Regions from separate parts of the Drosophila melanogaster genome. Here region 2 is linked to region 1. The links are chromatin contacts, called in public HiChIP or PLAC-seq maps. All regions are on one chromosome and are shown on one strand. Each heading gives the region's core, a stretch centred on a gene start, on an enhancer-like site or on the middle of the called end of the contact. The rest is flanking DNA. Distances are from core to core; before and after follow the strand shown. Region 1 holds the start of CG9967. Region 2 holds the start of Tmtc1 (Transmembrane O-mannosyltransferase targeting cadherins 1).

The links. HiChIP or PLAC-seq counts read pairs in DNA pulled down with a chosen protein or histone mark.
Region 2: a contact with region 1 is called in an H3K27ac HiChIP or PLAC-seq map of the Kc167 cell line, with 3 times the contacts expected there. The contact joins the promoter of Tmtc1 here to the promoter of CG9967 in region 1. A contact is called at or near these places in 2 of 107 Hi-C or Micro-C datasets (the S2 cell line and embryo) and 1 of 6 datasets of contacts at active chromatin or transcription factors (the Kc167 cell line).

What each region holds. Positions count from the first base shown.
Region 1 is chr2L:2,355,799-2,359,328 of dm6, forward strand. It overlaps CG9967, which reads right to left and starts at 1,558. Exons shown (of 6, transcript NM_001272994.1): 1 at 1,280-1,558. eys (eyes shut) reads left to right here. Exons shown (of 14, transcript NM_001032399.3): 13 at 633-1,133; 14 at 1,892-3,146. The coding sequence ends at 2,079. It also overlaps a transcript of Rab5 not described here.
Region 2 is chr2L:2,675,667-2,679,523 of dm6, forward strand. Tmtc1 (Transmembrane O-mannosyltransferase targeting cadherins 1) reads left to right here and starts at 2,068. Exons shown (of 8, transcript NM_205893.3): 1 at 2,068-2,391.

The DNA of each region.
Region 1 (3,530 bases), core at 308-2,807:
TCAAGAACTCAGGGAAAGCGAACAGGTGATAGACAAAATGATAAAAGGGGGTGAAGAAACTGTAGGGAAAAGTGTATAGAAAATTAATAACCGCGCGATAATAAAGATTAATGTGTGCTTCGAGTTCTAGAACCTGATGAAGAACGTGATGATTCATAGGCAGAAAAAACTGGAAAGTGAGTGAAGTTGAAGAAAACGCTGACAAATGGGAGAAGTGAGCACTGTGCAACTAGAAAAAGGCAACAAAAGATCAAATTGAACATTTGATAAATATCATTCTGTTGTTTTCTTAGTAATTAAATATACAACTCGTTGTGAGTTCTTTGGATTGGGCCAAAAGCGCTTTTCTTGTCAAAGAACAGGTACTTGGTAGTGCATTAGAAAACGGTTTGAGTTTGATAAACGAGATCAGGGTCTGCAGATGAAGATTCAGATTAAGATTCAGATACATAAAGTGAAACAAAAGACGGCGACGAAGAGGAACAATGCAGCTGCAGCGGCAAGCTGATGCTGTAATTTAATTATGTGCCGCATGCAATATGTTTAATGCAACGCCATTCGACTTCAACTTCCCCATTTCCCTCCCCGCGGCAGTATTATGTATGTCTTATGACTCTTTCGGATTTTTCTAGCCATGAGCAAGCCGACGACGCCGAGCTTCCGTGGCAACAGTTACCTGATCTTGCCGCCGCCGCGAATTCCGATGAAAGACAAGCGGCGGGGACCCTCCCTGTACGTCCGCCCCCGCGAAGCCATCCAAGTCTCGCTGAACTTCTCCACCATCGAACCGGACGGACTGCTCCTGTGGAGCGAGCACGAGAGGAGCAAGTTCCTCGGCCTGGGCCTGGAGGCGGGCCACCTCAAGCTGGCCAGCAACCTCCTGGGCAGCACCAACGACACGGTCCGTGCTCCGGCCAGCGGATTCATAGCCGACGGAGCCTGGCACTGGACCAGCGTCCTGCTGGACCGGTCCAGGCTGGAGCTGCAGCTGGACGGCGAGGTGATCTTCACGGAGCGATTGCCCGAGGGCGGACGGTCACTGGGCTCGACCACGCCGAGAAGCACTCTGGCGGGCAGGCGCAAGAATTCGAGCAAGGAGCCAACAATTAGCTACGAGGATGTCTTCTACTTGGGTGAGTCTATTTATTTATGACCTTTATAATATTATCAAACAGGTGTAGCTTGCAAAATCTTGCCCATTATGTGATATTATGTGATCCTAAGCCCATTACAGCGTTGTATTAATTATGACATAAACTTATAATGATGATCGACTTACCGGTTTTATAGTTTTATAGTTTACCACCGATCCGAAGACTTTTATTAGCGTATCTTGTTCACATGCACTTTAAACAAACAATTGCACAATTAAGAGACATTCAGTTCACTTTAGCTGGTTCGGTTGATTCGGTTCTTGAGAAGGGAAAACCCGGAGCACAACGATCCAGGTCTCTTTGATACCATTTGGCCAAAGCTGGTTAGCTACAACTAACTTTTCGAACTTCGATTTCAATCGCAAGTTGTTTTTGATTCGCGATCCGAATAAACACTGATTTTAACTGGGCTGCCAACTCGTTTGCTTTGGGCGGCTGTTGGTTCGATAGGTATTTAAGCCATATCAGCTGTTCATAAATTAATAGATACACTGACTATTATTACTTAATTAAATACCCTAATATATAAATTCCTTACCTTTCATTTAAATTCAAAATGAAATTTAGCATTAAAAGCTTGAGCGAATTGTTCATCTTTTATTAAACATGAATCTATGCTGTTAAGCGGCAGCTAACAGACTGCTGTTAACTGCCACTTTTACACCTTGTCCAGCACTAGCACAAATTCAAATTCAAGTTCAAATTGACAAATGCTCTATTCTTTGCATCCCAAACAGGCGGCTTTCCCAACTCGGACTCGGTGAGCAGGCGCACAAAGGGTCGCTTCTTCGATCCCTTCAAGGGCTGCCTGCAGGATATCCAGTTCGGAGCCGAGCCCACAGCGATTATCAGCGACTTCTCGACGTACCAGGGCGAGAACATTGGATCCTGTGATCTGCACGGCGATGAGCCGCTTACTGTATAGGAAACGAAATCAAAGGAAAGGACAAAGTCGGAGTAACAAGTCTATGGAACACTTTGATCGATCTGGACTTTCAGGACTCGCAAACTTCTTGGGAATCTAATTGACGATAGAGAGAACACTACTTGTAAGCTAAGTGATAAGCGAGTTTATATGGAAAGCAGGCGAATGGGGAGCCTCCTTCGCCGGAATCAATATATACACACAGTTTTTGGGCAAAGCTATCGATAGAAGATGACAGACGAATAAGACGAGAAATGAACGTAATTTTGTAAATTTTATAGAAATAAATGAAAAACGAAAAAAAGACAATGTTTAGACTTAAACCGTGGAAACAAATGACAAATTAACTGGTTTATCAAAACAATACCAAGAGCAAAACTAAGACAAAATTTTAGATTAGGAGATAAATCTAGAAAATACCGATACCAGATACAGATATTAACTTCTCTTACGTAAGTGATATTTCATGTGGAATAACGATTATGGACGAAGGATCCAAAAAGCAACTTAACTTATCACTATGTATATTGTTTTTGTTGATCCAGCCTTTTGTTATGCAATCGTTAGCATTTGTGTTATAACTCGAAATCTCTCCTTATATCTTCAACTTTCTAAACTAAGACTACAAAACTGCCCTCGCTTCTGTCATTCTAAGTTTTTCAAATTATTAAACCTAATTTAGCTAGTTGGATATTCGAATCCTTGTTATCCCTGTACGTTAAATAGCATAAACACTCCTGATTGAAGCCATTTAGTTGCCTTGTAGTAAGTTAGCGTATACTCTCTATAATTTATCTTGAACTAACTCAATTCGAAGTCGACTAATCTAACAACAAATCAAGACGCGTGCGAAAATCCATGCGGTCATACAATATAATTATTCTTATAAATGGAAAACCAAGTAGCGGAAAGATACAAACAAAAATATATATACAACAATTATACAATACGAAACCAAATGGAAATTGTAACCAAAACTGTAAGTTAAGTATGTATTTATTTCGAGAGACATCTTAATCAGTTATAATTTCAAATAAAAAAATGGGAATTAGAAAAGTTAATAAACTAAAATCTGCCTTATGTTTTCATGGGAGTCTTGGGAAGTGGTGATGCAACATATTTTCCAATGTCTTTCCGCCGCAAAGGAACTTCTCTGCTAAAAAAAAGTTAAATTACCTTTTTTATAAAGCCATGAGCTAATATTTTGAAAACCCATAATACAAAAGCGATTGTGAGCTCATTGTCGATTCAAATCGAATGACCATATATGTATATACGCAGTCATATATATATATATATAAGTATATACGATGTTTTCATTTATTATAATTTATAAATTTTAAATTTAAATACATACAGACAACATAAAAATTACGAATTGGAAAGAAATATGCATCGGATCTTTGATGTTTGTGGAACGATTTAAACAAGTTGTTTACGGTATTGTGTTG
Region 2 (3,857 bases), core at 818-3,317, 320 kb after region 1:
CACTGGGATACGCTGAAGCTGGTATGCTGGGAAACTGGGATACAGGGATGGCCAGGATGTGTCAGGTGGCTTTACCTGCTGACTTCAATATTTTGTCGCATTACGTTGACAATTTAGATGTTTGTCTCGCGCATTCTCGCAGGATTCAATTTGGAGCAAATGCAGCCCGTCGTCAGCCAACCGGGGAAATCTGCAAAGTTAACAGTAAGCCGGTAAGGGATGCATAAATCTGGGCCATGTTCCCTGTCCTCCACATGGGCATGTCCCGATCTAGGGGTCCCAGGATCCCGTCCAAATGCGAATGCTTACATAAAAATCAGATGGCTATGGCCTGGCCCAGTCGTTCATTAGAGTCGTAATGTCCCTCGCTTCTAGCCATCAAATCCTTTCCACAACAATGGTATTTTATAGTTCATTCCTGGCCATAAGAGCAACGAATTCCGGATGTTTCGTAAGTATCTCCCTATTCAATAGATTACATCTGAGTCTTTGATTTTTTATTAATATCTTTTCACTTAATTTCTATCAATATTTTGTGACTTTGCGGTAACTTGACCTAGGTCAGACTGTCCACTCACTATCCTGATTTCAATTTACGTTTTTAGCTTCCAAATACTCCCACAAGCAAGTATAAAAATTGCCACAATTTTTTGCTCTCGCTCTAAAAATGTCACCATCTGGGGGATAAGGGTCCTTCAATCCTCCGTCCACTTGCCACCAATGCCCGAGATTGTAATGTGACTGTCGCTGGCAGCGCCACCCGCCACCCACCACCCACCAAATACCAACGCCCCACCCACCAGCCTGGATGGCATTTCATTGTTGTGCTTTTCTTTTCCCATTTTATTTATATAATGTGTCTCGAATGTGTGTCTGCGGGTGTGTGAGAGTTTTTCTATCAAAGCGCAGGAAACACGTGCGGGTAAAACATTTTTCAAGCTTTTAGCGCTGCATACAAATCAACCCCGAAAAAACAAAAAAAAAACAAAAAAAACCCCATTCACAATAATTTGTTGAACTTCATAAGAGCCAGCGCTTTGGGTTAGTCGGATCGGATGAGTTGGGTGGTTGGGTGGTTTGGGTGGTTCAGTTTCCAGCCAGCTGTTGCATTATGTAAAATACAAGTGTAATATATCTGAGAATGCGGGAAAATTGAAAACTCAAAACGCCAGGCGAACAGCACTGACGACTGTTGTCGGCATGTGAAATCGTAGTTTCGCTTTGGTTTTTTGCCAGACTAATTGGGTTTCATTTCATATAATTCAAGGCACTTACTTATCAAACTTCATTTCCGTCTTCCTCAGGCTGTAAGCTGCATATGCCAGTGTGCCCATTAAAATGCCACAAATGCAAATTAATTTAATTGAATCCAATTTGGTATTCGCATTATCTTTTTCATTGTTCCCTCAACTTTACAACTGCAATTGCGTGGGGCTGGAGATTATGTGGGCTGGATTAACCACACGCTGGGAACTATTTTGTAATCCAGATTTATAAATTTATGCTAATGTGCGGTCTTAAGCGAATAAACCTTTATTCAAATCTGAAAGCTTATTAGCAAGCCTGGCGAAATTGCTCTAAAATGTGCTTAGTCTGTGATTTAAAGGATTTGAAGACAGCAAGAATAATTGTGGTCAGTCAACGAATTAAATGGTAAAAAGCTGTAAAATGGTTTATACCATTTTTACCATAATAAGAATGTTCTTTCTATTCCTTGAAAAAAAATTATTTATTATTAATTTTAAGTTTAAAGTACGTGAAATCATTTCATAAATAACAGCGGATTAGCAGCCCTCGTTTAAATTGTTAACAGAATTATAGCAAGAGGGGACTTTCTGTTAAGATAGCGGATAAAAAGTGGCTAACTATCTAAAAGAGAAAAATGTCGAAAGTGTATGGGTAGAATTGAAAGTGAGAAACTCACCTCTGTTGGTTAGCAGCACAATAACAGTGAATAAACGCGCTTCTGCGCAGTGCATTATCCGGTGCTCCGTGGGGTGTGGTGGATGGGGGTGGGTTCGTTCGTTGCCGCTCGGGTCACTCGCTACTGCCGCTGCTGGTGAATTTAGTCTGCCTGCTGCACTCGAATCGCGTGGTGTGGACGACGCCACGTTATCGGTTTTCGCCGGCTTGCTGCCCAAAAATCACGAGTTTACGAGTTCGGGGGGTGGCAATTCCACCCAGTCTGAAACTGCAAAACGGTCTATGCCAATGCCAATGTGTGCAGAACATGCTGCAACATAAATTAAATCGAATTAAATCCGCACAAGATGCACACTAAAGTGAAAATATTGCAATAATTCGCCTAGCTTGTGTGCTGCACATTTCCGCTTTTCCGGCCTTAACTTATGCCGCATTTCAAGTTCGAAACGGAAAGTAAATGAACTGAAGGTAAGGCGCTGCACTCACATGGAAATCAATACGAAATTGGTCGGTCCTATTCTGTAACACAATTCTGTGAAAACGTAATTAAATTACAACAGATGAGTTCGTAAATATCTCAATTTATTGCCACCTTTCGGGGGAAGTGAACCATATTTCACACGGTCCATAAGGCAAGTTTAAAGTTAAAGCTCGGTGACTTTCTCTTCGCACATCCTGCGGAATACGAAATGGGATTTTAAAGTCGAGGGCAGTGTTTAATTTATGGCACAAATAGCCAGGCATGCACATCTATACGTACGTAAGGAATAACACGGAATGCCATTGGATATGCGCATCATAAACAACGTCCAGCACCGGAACAGACAGCATATTAAAAATGTGACTATAACCTTGGCTTCCAAACAAGCTGGCTATCTTGGCACCCATTCCGCCAGCACTTTCGCTCCCACTCCCACTCCCGAATCCTGGAAACCGCACCAAGGCCACAGCCAGCACGGGCATTGCACCACCACCGCAGCCAGTGGTGCCCGGCTATCGATGCATCAGAATTCGCACCACAGCTTAAATCCGGCCATTAACTCATTTCCTTAAATTAAGAGGATGTAGGAATAGATATTTCTGAACCAGTAAAATCTTATTTTAATTCAGTTTAGGTAGTGTTATGGCTATTTAATTTGATATTAAAATAGTTAAATTTGGCGTGAAATCAGTGGAGTTAGCACCACTGTCGGAGGACCTCCTTCTTGGCAATTCCTTTCACTACGCTCTGGTTGCTGGTTGCTGTTTGTTATTTGTTATTTTTACTGTACACATGACAATAACGCCGGCAGCAGGCATAGCTCCAGCAACCCCAGCTTCCCCGGAACTGTAATGCATCCGTGATGGAGGAGGACGAGGCGGGCAGATCGAGCAGCCAGCCCATCTGAATCCTTTCCAGCTCGGCCAGCTCGGGGCTTGTGCAATAGTTTCAAGTGGCCGGGCAACTTTTTCCATTATGAATGGTGCGGTTGCGCTTTTTTCCATCCATTATTTACGAGTTTTGAGTGCAAACTTGTTTCGCCAGCAAACAAGTGGCGGCCAGAGGATTAGAACACTCGCTCGACCGCTTTGCAGCGGAGTGGGTTTCCGAAGGGGAGTCCTGGCACTAAGTGCTAAAGTTGCTGCCATAAGCCAAAGACAAAGCCACTCCTCATTCGAAGGGGGCCAACCGGATATTGTTTGAATCGCAGAACCAATTCAGATGCCCCTCAATTACTCGTCTTACCATATTCATGGCACACTTTATGCTGATTTTCCAGAGTCCTTTGGCACTCCGTTCCCATTTCGATGGTACGTGTAGTTATGGTACTTTGTTAGTTTCCAAGTGATTTCTACAGTCTAAATAGCAACAATTTCTGTGTTGTTCTATATGCCATAAGGAGCGGCAAAGTTTTTCGCTACCGATACGAGTGTGATGAACTTTTATGTTCGCC